2 separate regions of the Anser cygnoides genome follow, and region 1 is linked to region 2. The links are chromatin contacts, called in public Hi-C maps. All regions are on one chromosome and are shown on one strand. Each heading gives the region's core, a stretch centred on a gene start, on an enhancer-like site or on the middle of the called end of the contact. The rest is flanking DNA. Distances are from core to core; before and after follow the strand shown. Region 1 holds the start of NUDT12 (nudix hydrolase 12). Region 2 holds the start of PAM (peptidylglycine alpha-amidating monooxygenase).

The links. A called contact is a pair of places that touch in the nucleus more often than the background predicts.
Region 1: a Hi-C map of liver shows a contact between it and region 2, with 1.9 times the contacts expected there. The contact joins the promoter of NUDT12 here to the promoter of PAM in region 2. A contact is called at or near these places in 2 of 7 Hi-C or Micro-C datasets (both in liver).

What each region holds. Positions count from the first base shown.
Region 1 is chrZ:25,810,519-25,815,042 of Taihu_goose_T2T_genome, forward strand. It overlaps NUDT12 (nudix hydrolase 12), which reads right to left and starts at 2,096. Exons shown (of 8, transcript XR_010827825.1): 1 at 1,625-2,096; 2 at 968-1,181.
Region 2 is chrZ:25,469,446-25,474,287 of Taihu_goose_T2T_genome, forward strand. It overlaps PAM (peptidylglycine alpha-amidating monooxygenase), which reads left to right and starts at 3,070. Exons shown (of 25, transcript XM_048050219.2): 1 at 3,070-3,192.

The sequences.
Region 1 (4,524 bases), core at 846-3,345, 340 kb after region 2:
CTAATTATGGTGCAAAACAGCAGTTCATCTGACACTCCATGCTGAGATCCAGCAGAAAGTACAGCATCTGCGTAGGGCTAAAAAAAAAAAGTGTAAAAATATCCTGGAGGCTGTGGAATGACGTGCTTGAGATTACTCATAACCACAGAATGAACTAGTCTAGCATGGCTCCGTAATTAGGGTTGCAGAGAAGAACAGATCAGCCTTGATTAAGACAGAGCTCCGCTGAACTCTCGCTCTCATTATGAAATGTTTTCCATTTGAAACATATCGATCCTAACTTTATTCAGGCTTTGGAAAAATCTTCTCTGAAGTTTCAAAAACTTTGCAGCATTTTGTGCTTTTCTCAGTGTCTTGCCAGACTAGAACTACAGGAGTTGAAGATGGACAACAAATGTATTAAAACAAGTCTTTGACAAGCAAAGAACATGCATGGTGTCACAGTGACTGAATAAAAAAATATGACAGCTGAAAGAGGAAGGAAGACACATCTAAAAGAAAAGCAGCATGAAATTCAGAAATCACTAACTTTGGTGTAGGTACGTCTGTCATATCCTACATAATGGTCAATATGTCTGCAAACATTCTGCACTGTAACATAGATGCAAGTGGATTACAATTAAACCTTACGGAAAAAGCCTAAGTAGAACAATCACATACATCAAATTTATATTCAGAACACTGTTTGGAATGGGGTACAAATTCTGTTCTGTTCTGCAGGTTTCTGTGAGGACTGACAATGTATCTTTGAAGATCAATAATTTTAGGGATCCTTATATCTTTTCAACAGTTTTTAGCAAATAGCACAATCCAGTTATAAAATGACACAAAGCATGTAATTCTGAATTTTAAGCCTGAATATTCTTCCACTATCTGTTGAGTAAATTTACTTGTTTGACGTCATATTTAACTGGACAGAAAGAAATTTAGGGCAGAACTCTTCAGTGGGACCTACTAAACAGCTTACCCTTCTTCCAGAAGAATCCGTACTATGTCAAAGTGTCCATTTCTTGCACCATACATCAAGGCCGTCCAGCCGTTATCTGCAGCTGCATTGATAAGTGATGGTGAATGGCTGAGCAACGCTTTCAGTTTGGCTGCATCTCCAACAGCAGCAAAATTATGCAGCTGAGAAATCATTTCCTGATGGAGGTTCTTTTCAAAGCCTGTCATTGTCTCAGCTAAGTTGGAAAGCAAAAATGCATGAAAATATATCAGCCATTAGTAAAAACAATTCAAGTAAACGACATAAATTTAATGCTATAAAGGCAACCCAACACTGTCACCAAATTGGTGATATAACAGTAAAATTCTTATAATTAGCATGAAATTGTTAATCCTCAACAAATCTTAGTCCCACACATCACCAGACATGCCAAATTTTTACCCTAAAAATCAAGACTCGTTTGAAAGAGGCTTAAGGACAAGAATATTGTACTATGAAATTGAAGCCTATTTGAATATGGAAAACATGTTCTGGTTTCTGATCAAACAAGTACACAGATAAGACCTTTGAACAGTGCAAAAGTCCACTCCAATAAACGAATCTCGGTCGGATATTCTAAAAAAAAATGCAAAATAAATGTAAGACAGCAGTCCCCTTCCAGGGAAAAGGCCTGTTCACCTCACTCTGAGGCGCTTTTTGCTGAGTGGATCTCTACTCGGGAGCGGTGACAAATTAATTTAGTAACTTGCGCTATGACTCCTGAGGTTTCGATCCCTTCAGAGGGCAGTCTCTGCGGCAAACAAGCACCTCTAGCATTTCAGGGGCGTTCAGCGCCACCAAACTCCGTTGTCCACCCTCCTCCAGAGGCCCGACGTTTCACAACCCCCGCGGCATCTCTGAACAGCATTACAAACACAGCCGCTGACGCATGACTGACTACCAAAAAGGGCCAAACTCGGCTTTTCGCCACGAACAACGCCGATGACCTGCGCGTTCACAAACCCACTTCACGCCCCGAGCCGCCGCCAGTGCCTGGCGTTGGCCAGGCACCGCCGGATCCCAGCCCGGGCAGCCTTCGGGGGGGCACCGCAGCGCTGCGCTGACCAGGCGAGGGGGGCAGCACGGGACGGGGAGGTGCTCGGGGGAGCCCCGTTACCGTGAGCAGCCCGGTCGCCGCGGGGAGCTGGACTCCGGGCGCCCTTCCGCCGCCGTGGGGGCGCGTCCCGCCGCCGCCCCGCCCCGCGGGCCCAGGCCTGCCCAGCGCGGGCTGGCTGGAGGCTGGAGTCTGGGAACGGGACTCGGCCTTCAGGGCGGCTGGGGGAATGGGGGAGAGGGGGAGAAGGTTTCGGGACAGAGTTTATGCTGCCGGCAGGGTGAGGAACGGAGGGACGGCTCGACTTGCGGGCGATACCTGGTTTTAGTTACGGAGACCAGCCAGGCTTTGTTTACTTGTTTATTTCCCACCACGCTAACAGAAAGCAAAACCAAGTTATCAATAGAACGCACGAGTGTTTGCGAGACAAGTGGAGCAAATGATACGCAGCTGGGGGAGGTAGTTAAAAGGGAGGCCGGAAAGCCTAAAAACACCAGGAGGCAGGTTAACATACACACTTTCATTGACGCTGTGGAAAGCTTGGGGAAATCGTGGCTGCACCAGTCCTAGAGGAATGCGTGTAGTTAAGCTATCATTACGTCCTAGGAGCTACCAAAAGCGGCATCAGAGTGCACTGAATAAGCACCAAGAGCATGGCCTGTGGTTAGCTATCCTCGGCAGAGAACTAGCCCTGTGAGATGCACTCCCTTTCTATCCCCAGTAGGAGCAATGCAGGAGCGAAGCAGTGAGTGTGTGCATGAGGAATTGATAGGAGTATTCTTCCAGACAGGAACAAATGGAAAGTTAAGGGATGTGATTTTAATTTTGTTTAATCAGCTGGAAGCTATCTAGCCATACCTGATACAATGAGGGTCATCTATCCATATATCAATAATTGTTTCCACCTGGTGAAGAGCTGCCACCAGCCCTTCAATACGTGATTTCCAGCGGCATTCTTCCTTTCTGTGATTATTAATGACTGAAGTAGGAAATAGTTTTCTCATTGTAATATGTGATAAATTAGCGGGTGTTTGTTCATTGTCTTTAAAAGGAATTCAGAGGATCTGCTGAGAAGATAAGGTTTTGCAATTTACGACCTTGTTAAGGGGGAAGACTAAGCAAGTAGATAGTGGGGAGGGGGTGTTGGATAAACATCCTTGGTAAAACAAAGACTCTGTGAAATACTGTTTCCCGCTTCACTACCCTCCCCCTTGAACACGAGCACAACGCATGATCATCGAAAGAAAAACAACGACCCCCAACAACGAACTGCGCAGCTTCAGAAGGTCCAACAAGTCCTGACAAACCGAAACTTGGATGCTATAAAACGGCGACACTGAAAAGGGAAAGTTGCGTGCTGTGGTGGAGCGGAGACTCCCCAGCCGCCCAGCGCTGTTTTGCTTGTGCCTGCTTACTTAATTAATAAAATATTTCTGATAGACCAAGAAATTTGTATGGTCTCACTTATAACATAATAGACATTCAAAGGCACAAATTACTTATCTTCTTAGTAGTGTCTTAAATCTGCCATATATTCAATTATCACCACGCAGCTTTACATCCTGATCTGTGTAATAAAGTCACTGATCTCACAGGTGGGCTGAAGCATTCTTTGTGTTCAGGCAACTGAATCTCGTCTGGTAGCATGCTACAGAACTTTGTTTACTGGAATAACTCATGTTACCCTGATAAAAGCTTAGAAACTTGCTTTCCTTGTTTGGACAAGGAAAAATATCAAGAATAAGAAAGCATCTTAGTACACAGACAGAAGATGAGGAGGGAGACTAAGCTGAGAGATGGATATTTGGGAATTCAGAAAGAAGCATATCGCTTGAAGCTTCTATGAGACGAAGTATAGGCAGTTTCCTTAATGTTCATATTCAAGAATTTTTATTTCATGAATTTTCATTCATGAATTTTTAAAGGTTTTAGTTCTGCTAACAAGTTCAGTTATAATGCTGGATAAAATGTTATGATTTCTCGTGGTTATGTGGAACTTTATTTAATCACAGCTGAATTTTCTAAGACGAATTTAATGATTCTTTGGAAAAATATGCAATGTTAACTGTCACTTTAAAAACTTGATACCTTTGAAGTATTTAGCATCTAAGTAGTGCTTATTAAGAGGGTCAAAGTGGTGCTGGACTTTGGTATGATTCTTGAATCCTTGAACTTTGGAAAAATATATGCGTATGTGAACATATATGTATGTTATATAAATACAGTCTAGTATAGCCTTTGACTTGACTGAGTCTGTTAGCTCTTTAGTAGTGGGGAACATTGTTGTGAAGTGTATTTATAAGGCTTCTGGAGTTTGAGTAAGGTTGTCAGTGTGAGAATGGAAATGGGTGCTGCACCACTAATTTACTTCAATCTCGAAAGAGTCTCTAGTGGCTCTGTAATGATAGTGACTAATGATACTGTCTTCAAAATGCATGCTGATTACTGCAGACAACAAATAGAGAGTCATGTCTGAATGCTCTGA
Region 2 (4,842 bases), core at 1,820-4,319:
TCATCGAGTATGTATGGCAGAAATTAGTGGTGAGCTGGTATCTGGCATCAGTCACAGCTTAACACAGTCAAGTACCAACTATGAATATTGAACTACGGTTTTCCTTACACCAAATACTTAGACAAAGTCTAAGATGGAGTCTAAGGTCTGGTTCATATCTACTTAACACTTTGGCAAGTCTCCCTTCATTATTATCACAGACATCCAATTGTTTTGAGAAAAAAAAAAAAAAAAAGAAAAAAAAGTGAGTGTATATATATACATATAATAAATAAACAAATAAATAAATACATTTTAGTGAGACATTTGTAGAGATCCCAGAGGCAAACAGGCAAGAGTAAGGTTATTTAAAGACAGATCATAAGCCTCAGGAGATATGTGGATAATTTTCAAGGATGGTTATTTATGTTGGTACATTCAGATTAATGACAACTAACTGAATTGCTAGCACTGGGGCACCAGTAATCACTGGCACTCACATTCAGTCATGTCAGATTTCTCATATGCCTTAAGACCAAAAGACTAGTGTATATGTAGGCTAGCAACACCCCAAATAGATCAGATAGATCCAACAATATTTTCTGCTCTGAAGCTATGTCTTAGTATAAACCATCCTCAGCTGTATGTAAAATACGGCATCATTCTATATAATAGTTACGAATGATTTTTCTTTACAGTTTTTTAGGTATTGGCCTGGCAGAGCTAAAGATTAGTATCTTCTGTTCATACGAAAGGCAGCAGTGCCACAAAAAGCTTACCTCCTCTGAAATCCACAGGGACCATTGATTGCACACAGGTGCTAACCTTAGCGAAGTTTTGCTAAGGGTGCTAGCAGAGATAATTGAATTTGTGGCATATTTCCCTGTTTACCCAGACAAAATTAAACCTCCAATGGAAAGTTATTTGTTCTGTTGTATTTCTGCATTATGTTGAGGTATGAGAAGTACACTAAGTATGTCTGTGATATATATCTATATAATACATATCCAGCTCATTGGTTCTCTTTTTAAAAAATGGATTTTATCTTGAAAAAGATCTTGAAAAAATCTTGGAAATAACGATGAATAAGACTGCAGCCTGAAGGAGTTCATGGGCTGATTTCTATCCTCAAAAGAGCTCTTCAAAGACTTTCATCCTTTATGCTGCCAGCATGCTGCTCCATTTGCAAAGTAAAATCTCCACGCTGCTCTCCAGTGTATATGCTGTCTGTGCTTTTATATATGCTAGAGAAAAAAAGGAAGGGTGGCATTTTGTTCTGCCTAAAAGGGAGGTGGAAAAGGAAATGAGCTTCTCTGCCAGAAACAGAGGAGATGATGCTCAAAACAAAGAACAAAACAGCTTTCATTCAATTTATCAATGAATCTATGTGTTTATTCATCCAGCTAAAATATTTCATCAATATATATGCTAGCAGCCTTTATGATTTAACATTTACTATAGCTGTTTGCCGGTGCCAATACTACTGTGTTTTAGAAGCGCACACAGGAGGACTGCATGACTCAGAAGCTTTTTGGACGCATTCAAATAATACTTTCTCATACATCTATAACCGGCATGTGGCAACTCCGTGCTTGGCACTCATAATGAACATCTCTGACAGATGAATGAGTACACTCGACGCAAAGTTTAGTACATAAAATTCAGTCCATTCCTGCATGCAATAAAGTCTAAGTGCATTATCATGACATTGTACCCACAGACCAAATAAATCCTTCAATTTGATATAATTTTCACCTCAAATTTAGTTACTTAAGCATGCATCTACTTTCCAAATATTTGAAATATTTGTTGAATTAGGACCTAATGCAGGAGTCTATAGATTTAAAGAAAGGGTTTGCAAAGTAAAGAAACATGCCCCTCCCCCCCCCCACCAGTTTTATTTCCACAAAAGCCTTATAGTAATTTATCTTTTATGAAAAAGAACATTTGGAATACTTTGTCTTTATCAAAAAGACATTAAAGTATATACCCAATCATGTATGATGACAAATATTTTTAAAACTCGGTGAAGTCAGCCTCACAGGAAATTAGAGGGCCTAATGCGTGGTAAATTTATTTTTCCGCACTTCATGCTAGGAGGCTACAGCCTAAGTTGCAAAATAAAAAAGCTGTTTTATTTTTCTATGCCAGAATATATCATATTCAAAGAAAAGGACAGGGAAAGTCTCATCTCAGGGTTCAGAAGATGAGGAGGCAAAAGTTAAACAGCACGTTTTAATGTATTCATTTTATGTGCTTTGCGAATCAGTACGGATTCATTTGGCAAAGAGACAAGTAACATAACTGAAATTAAAGTAAAAAAAACAAAAAACAAAAAACAACATTCAAACAACACTCAAAGTAATGAAAGCAATACAGGCAAATGGAAGTAAGTACAGCAGAATTATTTAGAGGGCCATTAAACATTAAGTCTAAGGTAGATTGTATAATGTTTACTATAGGAGTTGGCAGCATTTCCTTAAATTAGTGACCTCTTCTATACAAAGGTATTCACAAAAAGCCGAAATGTTGATTTCTTCCAACTTTGAAGATAGCACTTTGAAAAATCCGAAGCAACATCTTAAAGAAAATCTTCCTCAATGTTCCCAATTCCTTTTCAAAAAGTCGATAGCATAATTCGTCAGTGCTTTTCAATTTCCCTTTTCAAAGGCTTTGGCTCCGTGTACTAATACTTGCAGGTCAGATGTCCTGCACTCACAAGAAGGGCTGGTTTTTGAGGGCCCTGGTATTCCCAGAAGACAGCCCCAGGGAAGGTTTGCATACCCAGGACTGTTTGGGGCTCCTTCCACGGCCCAGGGTAAGGCCCGAAGCCCTTCGGCCGGGCCTTCAGCTTCCCGGCCGAGAGGCGAGCAGCCCGGCACAAAGTTACGCGGTACCGGCAAGGAGGAGGGCCGCCCGGCCATACGGCCGTGCCTCTGCCGGGAGCCCTCGGCACCTCGCCGCCCGCCGCCGGGGACCGAGACGCCCTGATCCAGCTCGGCCCCGCCGCCCGCCACTGCTCGGCAGAGGGCGACGTGCACGGCGCCGCGTCCCGGTCGGGGCGGTGCGGGCGGTGCGGGGCGGGGGGTGGTGGCGGGGCTGTCTCCACCCCGGGGCGGTGCGGGGCGGTGGCAGGAAGGGGTCGCGGCGGTGGCGGCGGAGCGCGGCAGCCCCGGGTGTCACTGCCGCCGCCAGCGGAGCGCGGCCGCCGCGGTGAGTGAGTGGGGACGGGGGGCGAGGAGCAGGAGGTGGCTGCGGCGGTTTGCTCCGCCGGTGGCTGCGGACGGAGGGGCCCCGGGCGCTGTGCCCCGCCGGACGGGACGGGACGGGACGGGACGGGACCGGACCGGACCGGACCGGACCGGACCGGGCGGGACGGGGCCGCCTTCCCCGGGAGGGCGAGGGCCCGGCCGGCGGGGCTGGAGCTGCCACAGGGACCGGGGCCGGGGCCGGGGCCGGGGCCGTGCCGCGTCCCGGCTGGCCGGTGGTGGCCGGTCCTCAGCCGGAGAAGTTTCCTCCGGGGCCGTGGGGACGGAGACGGCGGCGCTGGGCCCCGGGTCACCCCAAAACACCGAGGGGTCTCCGCTCGCTGCCGCCCCGAGGCGGGTCTGAGCCGCGATGTTATGGCTCCCACCGCCCTGCGAGCGACGGCTGTCGCTTTCCTTCTTTCTTTCTTTTCCTTTTTTTTTTTTTTTTTTTTAAACTCTCTTATTTTGTGGCTCACGCACCCGTCCGGGGTTTGTTCGCCTCTCCCCCAACTTCGTGGTGGTGGCTGCTGGAGGGGCCCGGTGACACCGCTGCCGGCCTCGGGCTCCGCGGGGAGGGAGAAGAGAAAAGGGAAAAGGGAAACCTCCTCCGGCAGGCAGCGGTGTGGGCAGGGTGCTGGCGCGGGGACTGCAAGTTCTGACTGGGGGAGCCCGGGGTGCTGCCTCCTGGGCGTGGGGGGGCCCCTCCGTGTCCTCGCGCGTGTTGCAGCGTTAAGAGGGTTGGCACTAAATCTTGCGTTCAGACAGCTACAGCTCAGTCTCCAAATATCATTTTCTTAACTGATTTATTTTGTAGAATGTTATTGTTTTCACTGTGAGTCTGATAGCACAGCACAGCTTGGGTTGGAAGGGACATGAAAGCCCACCCAGTTCCAACCCCCCTGCCATGGGCCGGGACACCACCCACCAGACCAGGCTGCCCCCAGCCCCATCTAGCCTGGCCTTGGAACACCTCCAGTGATTGGGCATCCACAGCTTCTTTGGGCAACCTGTGCCAGTGCCTCACCATCAGGAGATTAAAAATAATTCTGACAGAGATTGGTGAGCGTTTGCCAACTCGTGCTTGCAGAAAAAATGGAAAGCAGGTTGAATTTGGTTTGAAAGCTGAGTCCTGAACTCAGCTAGTTTCTGTGATGTGCTGGTCCCACTACAGGTGCAAGTGGAAAGGAGAGGCCCGCGGGTGTGGGCTGACAAACAGCCAAGAGCACGTGGGGAACACGCACACCTTCCTCCCTCAGGCTTGTGGAGGCAGAGAGATCTGATCCAGAGTACAGGTCCACCTCTGCGTTGCTTTGTCAGTTTCCTTGTCAAGTGGTGAGATGCCCTCCAACCCACTGCGTGTCGAATAGAATAGCATATGAACTAATCTGCTTTTTCAGATGTTATTTCCCTGCATGTGGTTGATTTCAGGGAAGTGTTCGGTTTGAGAGAAATTTTCTTCTTGATTCCTGTGTGTAGATCCTAAGGAACTGTGGTGATAAAGGCATACGTATTGAAGACAAGCTTGTTCCTGGCATGTTGCCTGGTTTTACAAGTAGTCATGGCTCAGGATTTCTGCTGCAGTCCTCCTCTGACAGGTTGAGGGAAGTACCCATGT